Regions from separate parts of the Danio rerio genome. Here region 1 is linked to region 2. Evidence: chromatin contacts called from public HiCAR-type data. All regions are on one chromosome and are shown on one strand. The core of a region is the stretch at or near the end of the contact, and the rest is flanking DNA. Distances in the headings are between cores, read along the strand shown.

What was found. HiCAR-type assays count read pairs that join an accessible place to other places.
Region 1: a contact with region 2 is called in a HiCAR-type map of caudal fin, with 7 times the contacts expected there. The contact joins the enhancer-like site here to the promoter of dnmt1 in region 2. A contact is called at or near these places in 13 of 18 Hi-C or Micro-C datasets (caudal fin, embryo, fibroblasts and 4 more) and 3 of 4 datasets of contacts at active chromatin or transcription factors (caudal fin, embryo and gastrula embryo).

The regions. Positions count from the first base shown.
Region 1 is chr3:57,267,476-57,275,139 of GRCz12tu, forward strand. LOC141381302 (a long non-coding RNA gene) reads right to left here and starts at 5,781. Exons shown (of 2, transcript XR_012401251.1): 1 at 5,441-5,781; 2 at 3,429-5,321. Within about 2 kb of position 1,651, at least 12 of the 62 cell types and tissues checked have an H3K27ac peak or open chromatin away from gene starts, as enhancers often do. A contact at or near this core is called in caudal fin and skeletal muscle, where this site is marked.
Region 2 is chr3:57,150,270-57,157,403 of GRCz12tu, forward strand. dnmt1 (DNA (cytosine-5-)-methyltransferase 1) reads right to left here and starts at 3,114. Exons shown (of 34, transcript NM_131189.2): 1 at 2,921-3,114; 2 at 2,284-2,326. The coding sequence starts at 2,967.

The DNA of each region.
Region 1 (7,664 bases), core at 401-2,900, 120 kb after region 2:
ATCATTTAAAAAAAAAAAAAAAAAAAGTTGTAGAAGGTGGATTTTTTCTGATGAATCATTGGTTGAACTGCATCCCAATCATCACAAATACTGCAGAAGACCTGTTGGAACCCGCATAGACTCAAGATTCTCACAGAAATCTGTCAAGTTTGGTGAATGATAAATCATGGTATGGGGTTACATTCAGTATGGAGAAATTTGCTGAGTGGATGGTGACATCAACAGCCTGAGGTATCAAGACATTTGTGCTGCCCATTACATTACAAACCCCAGGAGAGGGCAAATTCTTCAGCAGGATAGCGCTCCTTCTTCAGCCTCCACATCAAAGTTCCTGAAAGCAAAGAAGATCAAGGTGCTCCAGGATTGGCCAGCCCAGTCACCAGACATGAACATTGTTGAGCATGTCTGGGGTAAGATGAAGGAGGAGGCATTGAAGATGAATGAAAGGATCTTGATGAACTCTGGGAGTCCTGCAAGAACGCTTTCTTTGCCATTCCAGATGACTTTATTAATAAGTTATTTGAGTCATTGCAGAGATGTATGGACGCAGTCCTCTAAGCTCATGGGAGTCATTCACAATATTAACTCTTTCTCCACTGCAGCATGACTTTATATTCTTTACTGTACATTATTTCTGTTAAGTGACAAATCTTTTGTCTAAGCAAAGTCAGACCTTACTGTCCTAATTAAATAATTAAAAATCAAGGCATGATCATATTTTATTTTGGTAAAATAAGCGTAATCTAGAGGCCTTTGCCTTTCATATAAGCCACTTCTGATACCAAATTATCAACAAGAAGTCAAGTTATTTTTGGTGTTTCTAAAACTTGGATAGGTGACAAGACTTTTGCCAGGTAGTGCACAGTTTTTATATTCACAAATGGCTAAGTTAAGTGCTAGGAGCTGGGTTACTTCCTCATAATGACAAAAACATTACCTAAAATGTCACTTACCAATGAGTGACAAGAAGAGGTCCTGACCATGCATCAATATTTGGTGAGTCAAGAGTGAGTATATGTTGCTGGAGCAGAAGTTGCTATAATCTTTTCTTTTTTTAGTCATGTCTTATCTCATACACAACACTACATGTCAAGGACGCCACCACTGAAGCCCCTTCAAAAACTAGAGGTACACAACGTTCCTGTAGAGAACAATCAATCTCTGTTAGTCATCTTATCAAACTTCCCATCTCTAGTCATTCAAGCACCATGTTTTTTTCCTCAATTTCTCCTTTCTCCTCTAATGATTCATTTCTCTAGTTCATGTTTTTCTCCTTCAATCATTTCTTTTTCCATCTCTTTTTTTTTCTCCACCCCCCACATCTCTTTCGTCTCCTTCATCTCGCTCTCCTGTTTTTCCGTCCCCCACCCCCACGCTACTAAAGTTCAGTTTCAGTTTTTATCACTATTCCATAATGTGCATTACTGCGTTTGTCCTTGGCCCAGTGCTGCTGCTGTTACTTTCCTGGTCAGATCATGGGCTTGTGGAGGAGGCCTTGTGAGAGGGACTTTCTTCAGCAGCTGCAGAGTAATGAGTTGCGCTGCAATCTTAAGTTTAATACATTTCACAAATTTGCCGCACCAGACGCCCTGAGCACAGGGCAGCACAGTTCATCATGATTCTTGATTGTTCACTGTTGGACGATACGAGCTGAATGATCTCATTGTGGAGTTTATGGGTTATCTCTGCATGTTCAGCCAGTTATTGCACCACTTTTTATGTGAATGGCTCATTTCGCAATAGACTGAATCGCAGCATGGAAGAAACTAACATGGAAAGTCCTCCAAAACACAAAGACCCCCACATACGAATTGCAGTTACGCAGATAGTGGGTTTTCCCCCCGTGTCTTCTTACCACAAGGTCTTTTATGCAGTGTTTTCCTCAAAACAAAACAAAAATCTTTCTGTCGATCAAGCATGCCACTCATTCTGAATGCTTTCATTGGTTTTTGGTCTGCAGCCCACTTGTGTGCGTTTTCATTCTTTTTCATACTGCGTGTGGTAGAGTTGCGGTTTGGTATGCCGTAAATGTATGTTCACTTCAAGTGGTGTATGTTTTCTAAGAATAAGCTACACATGATGTCTAAAACATATTGAGGTTTTGAGGTATAATCTTATGTTTTAATGCCAACAATCTGGGAGATTAAGTCTTTTCATTGTTTCCTCTGTGTTTGAGCACAGACCAGTCCTGGCAGGCTCGGATTTCTTTCTTTTTTTCATGCTTTCTGTTATTCAATTGGTGTGTTTTCTGGCAGGCCTTTTTTTGTTTCAAGCATAGTAGGAGTGGCTTTGACGAGACTTTCCCTTCTGGGGAAGTGTGAATGTGTATATTTGCGTGTACGGTTTTTGCAACGTCAGCGGAAAGGCAGATTGAAACCTGTCTGTGGGTTATCATCAAAACATACGATGCCTTGTCAAATGAAGGACAGGTGTCTACTAAAGCATCTGTGGTTCAGTGCATCCAGCTGAGCTGTTTCTTATTGATATGTGTTAAAAGAATTATCACAATTTCCTTAAAGTGAAACTCTTTAAACATCAATTCAATTCTCGCCTCTGAAACATGCATGTCTGATTGGTTTTATGCAGCATTTTGGCATGACTCTTTTCTTGGTTTAGACTGTTTCTGGACTGGTTTCTTGCATTGGAACATGGCATGGAATCTTTGCAATTTGATCATCAATTTTTCAACAACTTTTAATTAAAAAAAAACTTTTTGGGTGCTTAAAAGTAAAATACTGCTCAAGGGAGTGTTTAATATAACTTTGAGCTGGGGGTGTTTTCAATCCTTTGCAAAATGACTTCTACTGATTCTGCCAAGAAAAGGACTCATGCATGCAATGTGACTAAGTAAATAGTTTGCATGTGTGTTTTGCTCTTTATCCATTATTCTCTTTCTGCATGTGCAGTTTTAGGAGGGTCTATACGGTATGAAGATAAATGTGCATATCCAACACCCATTGGACATTATTGTACGGCAGCTAGCTCTCTGCAACTCTCACATGGTTGCCCACTGAAGCTAAGCAGGGCTGTGTACTTGAATGGAAGACCACATGGGAAAGCCAATAGTCTGGATGCAGCCTTCATGATCACTCATCACTCGGTGATGCAATGTCAGACACAATGCACTCAATGTAATGAGTGACGTCACTGTGACGGGTAGGGTTAGGGATGAAGTTAGGTAAGCGCATTAAAAAGCATTGGATGCAGCTCAGATTGCACTGCACCGAGTCTGCAGCCAGACCCCTCTCGGGAAAGCTGGGGTGCTGCCGGAAGTGGTGTTAGTGAGGCCAGCAGGGGGTGCTCACTCCCCAGTTCTAACTCCCCAGTATATTAACGTGGACACTATTCACCTTATTCACCGCAGACGAGCGGGCGCAGCCATTTGAATCTTTTTGGCACGAGACTTCCGGTCTCATTCAGTTCCATTTATTTTTAGACATTAAAAACTGCTCGTTTCGCTGTTTGATGTTGCAAACTGATATTTCCTTGGTATATTATTCTACTTGGTCTGTGTAGTCATGCAAACATTTGTTTGTAGAGCAAGTAGTTTGACCGTTTTTTGCCGTTTATTATTCCTAGTCATTTCTCCCATGGGCGACTGAAACGGAAGTTTTTAAGACAATCGCGAAAACAGGCGCACTTCCGCATTTTAGAATAAGGTCAATACTGCTCAGTGAGCGCTGTCGATAAACCGAGATCCTGATGCTCTGTGGTCGTTAAAAAATCTCAAGATGTCCTTTGAAAAAGAGTAGGGGTTTACCACTGCATCCTGGCCAAATTTGGTCACTGGCCTCTGTCCATCATGGCCTGCCAATCATCCCCATATCATAATTGGTTTCATCAATCTGTCTCCTCTTCACCAATCATCTGGTATGTAGTGTGCAGTCTGGCGCAATATGGCTGCAGTCGCGTCTTTCAGTCGGATACTGCACACAGGTGGTGGATTAGGTGATTCCCCTCACAAAATGTGTAAAGTGCTTTGAGTGTTCAGAAAAGTGCTATATAAATGTAAGGAATTATTATTATCCCTTTATTATTCTGGGGTCACCTCAGCGGAATGAATCGCCAACTTATCCTGTATATATTTAGCGCAGCGGATGCCCTTCCAGCTGTAACCTGTACTGCATGTCTTTGGACTGTGGAGGAAACCGGAACACCCGGAGGAAACCCACGCGAACGCAGGGAGAACATGCAAACTCCACACAAAAACGCTAACTGAGCCAGCCAAGGCTCGAACCAGCGACCTTCTTGCTGTAAAGCGACAGCAATACCTTCAGCAGCATTGCTACGCTGTAAGGAATCATAATAAAAATAATAATTATTATTATTATTACTAAAATGGTTACAGTTAAACCGATGCAGCTAGGTGGGATGAGCATTGTAATGCTTCTTCAGTGACATTTTTAAGGCATTGACTCCTGGCAGAAACAAGCAAAAGACAAACAAACAGCCTTGATCACCCTCAGCATAAGGGAACGAAGCTCTAGTTTTTCTGTTTCTCTCATCAGGGTATTATTATTCCAGATATGCTTCATCGGTGTAGTGTGAATACAGTACAAGTTCAAAATCAAAATCACGTCTTTGGAGACTACTACTTCATTACGCCATGTCTTCTGGCCTTCCTTTGTGATTCTTGTCTTACACAGGCCCCTCTAGCTCTCACCATGTCTGCTGCCACGTATACAGATGCTTCAGGCCCAGTGTTGAAATCATTTTCTTTATGAGGTGAAGAAAAAGGAATTAGCATCCAACACTGACGATGTGGCAAATGTGAGAAACAACAGAGTTGGGGCTTTCTGACACCCCCAATCCATCTCCCAATGCTCTACTCCCTCCCACCACCACTACCACCAGCTGAAATATTCAGGGAAGTGTGGGATTACTTTCACAAGGAGAACTTGAACCCCTTGACTTCCTGCCCGGTGATGAGGTCACTAGTCTCTGAGGGAGTGTCTGTGAAATGCCTCCCGCTCAATAACAGCCCAGTCAAGGCCAGAGAAGAGCGGGGGCTGGTATAGTCAGAGAGGACTGGGAGGAGTGACGGAACTAAGCATGGCAGGGGGTCTGGAGGTGACGGTGAGGACCAAGTCGTCTCAGGTCTTGGCAGTCAGCCCAAACACAGTGTGATCTCGCATTATGGCACGCTCATGGAGATGGCACATTGAGGAAATCTTCAGCAACACTAAGTGTGAGATCAAGTTGTGATCATCCACTGTCACAGATGGGTTCTTGGGAGGATCAGTATTGCAGATGGATATGCTCAACAATAATGTTTCTTACCATCCTCGCCTCAGGGCTTTTGTTGCAGATGGTGCAGGACACTGAAAGAAAAAAATGAGAGAGAATAGTAAGCCTTTTGACAAATCCAAACCAGATGAAGTTCAAATTGCTTGTATGAATATACTGTCTGTGTGACATTCAATGAAATAAGCATAGTTACAGGCTCTTTATGGGGCTTCCCTTCGCAGCTGGGCTGATGTCGTTGAGGATGAAGGCAGAGCACCTGGCACAGGCCAGCTAATGTTAGGTGGGGGCAAATCGCACAAAGCCATCTTGTTTCAGCTCATGGTCCAGATGGAGGAGCTCTGTTGCCAAGGATGCTGTTTTCCACTTCCTGCTCCGAAAAGAAAAGACCAGCCCTTCGAACAAAGAATCATACACAGACGCTTTCATATCTCTTAATCAGCTTGGTACACTAGCTGCCTCTCACGCATGCACGTTCTTCGACCTCACACTACTTCACTGCAGTGACGGTAGAGAGTTGCACTTTCCCCATGAGATACGCCTCTTAGGCCTGCATGGGCAATAATAGACTAATGCTTTCCAGATGCGGTCTTCAATGGCCGTACCCAACAACAGAAGTGCCCCTCTTGTGGGAGTCCTAACGACGCCCTGGGGGCCTTTGAGATGGAACGGTTTGAGTCTGTAGTCTCCCCCAAAGCTTTTCCCTTTTTAACATACTCTTCTCCCACCGCAATCACAAGCTGCTGATCCCTGATCAGCACGGCTGAAGGTCAAAGGGACAGAAAGCTAAATTCTTTTCTCAATCTGGTTCAGCTTGTACTTTGATTCCCATGCCATTTACACCACAGAGTAAACCAAAATAGGTGTTGATGTGATTTTAAAAGGATGGAACTCTATATTAATGAGTTTTCAACAGGTCAGATCTCTAATCATCAGATAAACTCATGGGAATGTGACCTGACCACGTGACCTGTTTGTTTTATTAAGACTACGGGGAGGGCGATGAGAGGCTGGGAGGAAAGGCACGAGTATCTAAGCTGTGCAAAGCATCCACTCAAATTTCAGGGCTCAAATGGTGTCCATTTGCCTCAAATTCCTCCAATTCCAAAGTCGATTACTTTGTGCAAACTCTTGCACTGGGCCCCAAGCTGATCTTTTGGTGCTGGCTTTTCTCCTGGACCCATTTCCAAGACCCTTTTTAGGACAGTACTATTAGAGACAAGTGCTGCATTTTCCCCAAGGGAGACTCCACAGCAGCTCTCAAGTGCAGGTCCGCTTGACCCGACTTTCTCCCTTGGAGAGAGTGCGAGATCTGTCTGAGACAGAGTGTTCTCACAGGAAGAGGAGAGGGAGGGATTTAGTTTGGGAGTCTGAGAAAAACAGGGCTCTTGGCTTTAATCTTTGCCTAAGTTCAGTGCTGGAAAGAGCCACAGGGAACAACGAGAGATGCAAAACCTTTAGCCTGCTGGCATGTCATGTTAGTGCTTCAGATACAAACCAGTACCTTTAATTATTTATTAAACATTTAAACAGTTAAGGGGGGGGGGGATATTAATGGCCTTCTTGAATTCAAATTGAGGTGGGGAGGGCATTCCCTAACAAAAGCATGAAAATAAAACTATATGTTTTAGTATCATTCACTCATTCATTCATGTTCTGCTTAGTCCCTTTATTAATCTGGGGTCACCACAGCAGAATGAACCGCCAACTTATCCAGCATATGTTTTACGCAGCGGATACCTTTCCAGCTGCAACCCATCTCTGGGAGACATCCATACACACTCATTCACACACATACACTACGGACAATTTAGCTTACATAATCCACCTATACCACATGTCTTTGGACTGCGGAAAAAAGGAAGACAAGGAGGAAACCCACACGAACGCAGGGAGAACATGCAAACTCCACACAGAAACACCAACTGACCCAGCCGAGGCGACAGCACTGACTACTGTGCCACATAAAATAACATAATATGAGGTAACACTTTATTTTGATGGTCCAACTGAGTATTATTAAACTATCTGCGTAATATCTGTTGATACTGCTGCTTCAACAGACATTTAACTGACTATAACTGATTATATATCCTGAGCTGCTGCTGCGCTGATGGTCGTGGGGAGTGGAGAACATGAGTCTGATTCCAGCGACGTTCCAGGGACAGACGAGTCTTCGCTGAGGCCATCTTCCTGCCTAACCACGGCGAATGAAGCTCTGCACAAGACTTTTGGCCAGCGGAGAAATTAAAATGGTCGTGCCCAACTGAGTCTGGTTCCCTCAAGGTTTTTTTTCTTCACTCCCATCAGGTGAAGTTTTTTTTCCCTCTCCGCTGTCGTCACTGCCTCGCATGGTTCAGGATTGGTAGAGCTACGCATCGATAAATTGGCTTTACAGTGTTTGAACTCTCAGTAATGAT
Region 2 (7,134 bases), core at 1,864-4,363:
TCAGAAAGCAGAGTTCACCGAATAACTCAACTGTAAGACTTGCAATATTTAGCATGTACTTCACCTATGCCACAAGGGTTGTACCCCAAATTAAAGACTGAAACCACCTTTTTGTCATTAAGCATCAATCCGAGAGTAGGGATGCAATGATAACCGATTTCACTATCAACCGCGGTTTAATTCGTCACTGTTAATTAATCGTAAATGCTTCTCAACACAGAGTTTCTCCATGGAACAAAACTGCTGCAACTAAAAATTATACTAACAGTGCGCTAGTTTAAAGTTCAAGCTTGTACACAAAACGCACGCATACTGGATCAAAGGCTAATTTTCACCATGGCTGAGGAGGATTTTAACTAAGGGCCATTCACATATGCCATCTTTTACATGCACAATTTCCAATAGAGGCACATGGTTTCAGAGCATAACAACACTACTCCCTGACCCGTGGAAAAACCCGAGCACTTCTTCAGAGAGAGTGGGTTATGGACAGTTGCAACACCTCTATTAGTTTATAGGAGTGTTTAATTCCTTCTGGACCCTACTTCAAATGTATTTTGGGCTCATGCAAACCAACAAATATGTTAAAGAAATATTTCACCCAAAAAATGTAAATCACTCCATCATTTACTCACTCCTTAAGCCATACATTCTGCATACGACTCTGACAGTCATGCATAATGTGCATTGTCACCAACACTTGAAGTTGTTAAAAAAATAAGAAATTGTCCCAAGACAAGAGTGGTTATCAGGACAACAGTTTTGGTACAAATTTGAAAGGTTTTTATCCAAAAATCTGTACACTGAGGATGGTGTGAGGGGGAGCAAGTCATGTGTTGATACTTTTTTTGGGTTAACTATTACTTTAAGGGTCTTAAGTTTTTCTTTCTCACCTCTCGCATGTGATCTCACCTGGGTAGATCAAACACTCCGATGTACAGTTCACAACACGCATGATTAATTTTTCCTTGATTTGAATGAGGCAAAAGGCGTTTCCTTCAGCAATCGTTAAAACTTTAGGATTAATCTACATGTATGAAAGCATTTAGGCTTTCCTGTAAATATGACAAACGGGGTAAGTTATTCAGGATGTGGTGAGTTTTCATAGGTTACTAAAAGGCGTTTTCACGTTAAAAGTCTGCTGATCATGATATAGCGATTTTAAGTTGCGTAACGGTTCATTGAAATAATCTGGCAGTGGCTGTTGCTGATTCAACTGGTTTGTTATTTCACACAGCAAATCCAATGACGCAAGTACTGATGATTCTCTCCAGCCAATGAGAGAGCTGCAGTTTTCACATGTCACATTTTGGGTAACAAAATGGCCTACTTGCATCCTTAACTAAGGTGCTAGTAAAATGTGTGACGTACAAATGGCACCATTTTATTATGCATTTTATGTCTTCAAAGTGAATATTTCCTCTTGTTAACTCTTTAACTGCCTGCTTTACCAAATGGTTGACCATATTTTGACATATTTGTTTTAAATAATGACTGTTAAAGTTATTTAAAGAATTGTTTTAAATAATAAAATAATGGTTTACGCACAGCATTGCTGGTTTACAAAACAAAATAATCAATCCTGTTGCAATAATACACTATTTTATTGTAGAAAAAAAAAACAACAACAACAACAACAACAACTAAAAACACATTAAATGAGAATCTGAAATAGTTTATGGCATCCTTCTAAAAAGTAATTTAGTATTCAAAGTTTTATTTTGACTGTTTTTAAATAAAATGGTCTTGCACCATGTTTTCTAATTATTTTTTTTAAATAGTATTTCATGTAATTATTCCGATAGTTTTACCATAAACTGACATTAACCATTTGGTAGAGGTTGATGTTTTCGAAATTATGGGATGTGTTGAAAGATAGGACTGTGTTTGTCTACTAGCGACATTGGGAGATAAGAAATGCAATAAAAAAAAAAATCTTGGTGAGGCAATTAAAAAAAAAAAAGCACTCTCAGAACTTTCAGTGAAGGCATTAGTCTTACTACTTGAACAAAATAGCCTTGAAAAAGAGCACAAGTATACAAACTGAAACTCTTATTAATGATTCATGTTGTAAACTGTATATCAAAAGCCTCTTTACAAAACTGTTTATACAGTTTAAAAGGCCAACAGTTTAAGAAAGCCTTTTGCCAGATGCACAACAACTACACGGTTAAACTGTACATTCTGAATGAAAGGGATTGTGTTATTTTGTGTTAGTGTGGACATGCAATAAGTAACCACCTAATTTCATTTGAACTCATACGCAGTAACGTAAATGTTTACCTCATCTGACAAACTGTCTCCACCTTCATCCAACACCTGAAGCCTAGAAAAATAAACAAACATCCAATTAGCATTGCACAATCACCACTTCAAGTATAAATAACATTTAATAAACGTTGATAAATCCAAAATTTATTGAACTGGACGCATTCATCTCAACACATTGTTGGACAACGCGAGTAAACAAACACGCATGGACAGACCAGATTCACGAAAACCACTTCAGATAATCGTGTCTTTAAGAAAGTACACAGAATTCATTAGTATTTCGTGGGTATAACTGTAATGACTCGTGCAGTGATTGAGCAGAGGGAGACAGGAGGCGGGCAGGGCTTCACTAGGACACATGTGTATTTGGCGCCAAATGCAGTCATACTGACACCTGCGAGGCTGTTCGCATCAAAACAATCGCCTGTTTTACCCACGAAACGCGAGCTGGTGGCGGGCAGAACGTTCGTAGCCTGGCTAAATGCTAACAATAATAAAAACACAGCATCTCTTTTCGCTTAAAAATGGCACACATAAACAACCGAACTGCCGTTTTGTGACGTGATCAGTCTGCAGCGCGAAGCGTGTAAAGCCCGCGAATGAGCAAACGACCATCACAGTGGCATTAAAAGCAAATACAGCACCATACCGTTCTTTGACATCCTCTGGCAGAGACAATGAGGTCTTGGTAGGCATTTCAAGTTCGATTTTGATCAAAGGAATTGACTACTTAAAAACACGATTTAAAACAACAACAGATAAAAGCGGGTATTAATATGTGACAGTGCCAACTGCAGCGCGCGCTGGAGAGGCTCAACGGGCTTTATGAATTGTCGCTAGCAGCTGAGAAATACGCGCGGGCCGCCTTTTCGCGCGGAAACGCGGGTGAGTCGGACGCTACCATTCATTTAAAGCACGGGGATGGACGGTGTCAAAGAAGTTGTGCGTTTGTGTTTCGTTTTAAAATAAATCAGTGAGAGTGTTGTGAGTGTATCTGGGTCTAATTCGGTTTATTAAATGTATACGTTAAGGGTAAAGGAATAACAAATATTAAGCTCATTTCAAGGTTTATTTTCATGTTCACCCCTTAGGAGATTCAACCATTACGGGATGTACCACATTTGCTTTGCCTCAGGGGTGCATATTTGCCCATGAATTTCATTACCTCCTTTTTTTTATTTTTTTAAAGCACATAAAGTAGTGTTGACATGTATACAATTAACAAAAGATCAACAATTAACGTTGTTAACTGAAAGATAACTTCGAAAAGAGAAAGAAAAATAAAAGATATGAATTCATTAACGCTTCCTGTTGAAATATTTAGCTCCTCCTGCGAGTCTGCGACAACAAAACTGTGACATAGTTCAAAATAAGTTAATACATTTATTTATGCAATAGAGACACTTAAACAACAACAACGAATGATAAATAAATGCAGTAAACAGGCATGTCAAATAGAAAAAATATCCTAATGGTCTACTTTGAATGCTTTATATGACTTAAACGAAATTTTTATTTTAGACTAGTCACACCTTTTCTGTCACCACCCATATCTTTCTTTAGGCCAAACAGGGGCCTGTACCATGAAGCCAGATTAGCTGGCTAGCTAGTTAAGTTTCAGTTCTACTTACAATTATAGAATATTATAATAGAATATTTCCCTATTCCTGTAAAAAGAAAAGAGATTTTCTAAGGCGGACACTATTGAAGTAAGAAATAGATACCTGTCACTTCCCTTGTTACCTAAAATGAAAGAAGAACACTTCAAAACAATTAATGGCATTTATCCATGTAATGAGTTTTCTAGAATTCTAGACAGTAATGCTTGCATTTTCCGCTTGAAAGTGTGTGTGTGTGTGTGTGTGTGTGTGTGTATATATATATATATATATATATATATATATATATATATATATATATATATATATATATATATATATATATATATATATATGTATGTATGTATGTATGTATGTATGTATGTGTATATATATATATATATATATATATATATATATATATATATATACAGTTGTACTATTTTAAAATCCTTTTGGGACAGATTATATAGGGGGTCGATAACAAAAAAAATGTAATACCTGTTTTTGGCTATCACATTGTGAAATTTGATATTTTTATGAAAAACAAAGAAATTAAATTTTTGTGCAATTATATGTTGATTGTAGCAAAATTTTCTATTCACAAATGTAGATTTGATAAAGCTTCTCCTCGTGTCAAAGCATTTAATTATTTTTTTTTACATTTTATAAAAATCTATAAAACAGATGTAAACAAAAAGTGTTGTAAAGCTTTCTAAACTTTTGTCAGCTCATATCGATTGACCACCCTAAATTTATTTTCATTTATATTAGTAAGATTTAAGGTTTTATTTATGCTATTATTATTATTATTAATATTATTATTATTATTATGTACTGTGGTTTATTTTATGCTGCTTGGATGTAAGTTATATATGTTTAACAGTGGAAGTTAAAAATGGTTTTAGGTACCATAAATTTAACTTAGCTCGGCTGCTCCATAATAATATGGCAAAAAAAAAGAAGTAATTAAAGTCAAGCTGCCTTCATTCTACCAATAACCCTGTGCAAATTAAACTGAAAATTAACTAGCTAGCCAGCCAATTCAGCTTCATGGTGCTGACCCCTGATGTTCCCTACTTTGATTTGTCCTATGATCACAAACCTCATTATGCAGTGCATGTTACTCCAACAGATGGCGCAATAGACTAATAGATCTGATAAATCCAACCTTGTCCAGCAGCACACCATGGTGCTTTGAGTATTGGAAGTAACATGTTAAACTGTAAAGAGACGTTTAAAGGTTTGCTTGAATGAAGTCATAGTTAATAAGCTGAAATTCTTCACCTCACTCTTATAATCTACCAAAACTCTGAAGACAAGTTAAAAGTGTAAAAGGTTGTTTAAATGGTGTCAGCAGACCATAAATAACCCCAAAGGCTCAAATCATTAAGTCTTTCAGCAGCAATGTATTGGAGTTGTTAAATATTAAAAATAGTAAGTCTGTTATATAAAACAATCATAATCATAATCCAGACCACTGATTTATATGTTTTCACAGATTTTGTAGAGATAAAATTATCTTAGTAAACAACGGTTTACTCATGAAGGCAGACAGTTTGCATTTTAATATACCTAGAAGGTCATATGAGTTATTTGGAGATAATTTGTGAGTTGACAAATCTAAACCAGCCAATCAGGCTTTGTTGGAACCTGATAATTTCTTGCAAGAGTCTGACGAATTCACTTTTGTCTACTGCAGTGGTTCTTAAACTGTGGTACATGTACCACTAATGGTACGCGGAGAAATGAAATATGTACGTATATGCTACATATATTTCAAAATTTATCAAAAATTATGTAAATAATATGCCATATATGACATATAGCCTATATTTCTGAGGTAATCTGCCACGTTTTTTAACTTTGCAGAGTTGCTTTACTGGGTATACTACGCTACTGTATTTTAATACTGCTCATTTTAGTGGTACTTGGAGAGACAATTTTTTTCTGAGGTGGTACTTGATAAAAAAAAGTTTGAGAGCCACTGGTCTACTGCCAACAGTTAAGAGATAAAAAAAAAAAAAGCTTTAATCCATTGATGTGTTCTTGTTTGTTGTTTGGACAGAATGAAATCTGGTGTTTTCCCACAGATGGGTTGCAGCTGGAAGGGCATCCGCTGCGTAAAAACTTGCTGGATAAGTTGGCGGTTCATTCCGCTGTGGCGACCCTGGATTAATAAAGGGACTAAGCCGACAAGAAAATGAATGAATGATATCTGGTGTGAATATCTAAATATTCTTCATGAATATCCTTCACTCATTCATCATGACTTTTATTGTGGACTCCAGCATTGATTAACAAATTAACTTTGTTAAATACACACTAAAACTGAATTTAAGTCTTTTTTTTTTTTGTAATTTCGTTTCGTAAATAATGTCTTAATCGCCACTCGAAGTCATATGCATACACAAATATAGATAAGGGATTAAAGGATAGTGAGTAAGTGTAATTACTTTTGCATTTTGTCAGCTTTCTTCAAAACAAACAACAACACTTTGTTATATTTAATGTTTTTTTTTTTTTTTTGCCATAATTGACACAATAGCAAAAAGGTGGCAAGTCCTGCTTTAAAGAGAATGAAACAGATTTTAATGAGACCAGCTTTTCTCTTTACTTTTTCAGGTACTTGAATTGCTGTAATTGTTTTTCCACCATAATTGACACAATGTCAGGATGTTGGCAAGTTCTGCTTTTGTTAACTTATTGTTAATTTTTGGTCATTGTTACTTCTGGTTAATTTTGTCAGCTATTTGTAGAGCAAATTATAGTATTTTAAAACTTTATATATATATATATAGTTTTAAAATACTATAATATATATATATATATATATATTTTTTTTTTTTTTTTTTTTTTTTCCCATAAATGACAAAACCTTGAATTGCTCTTGTTGTGTCATGGTGATATCATGTGATCAGCATGTACATGTAATTTGTGACTGACTGGAACTCACCATGAAGTATTGGGTATTTTACAGTTTTTCTGAGTGGCTTTGGTGCATTTCTCACAACACTATTTACATTTGCACAACAGTTAATGCATTTCTCAAAACAATTAGTCATTTGTGCACATCATAGTAGCAGTTTATCATTCCTTCCAACAAATTGCAAATGCTTTTGGACATGCATAAATTGCTTCCATACAACTCTCTGCTGTTTTATAACATTAGCATTTGCGTATGTCACGTCTGTCAAAATTAACTAAACTTGTAAATGCTGAATAGTCAGACCATATAAAAAGAATAGTCCTCATTTCATTATCT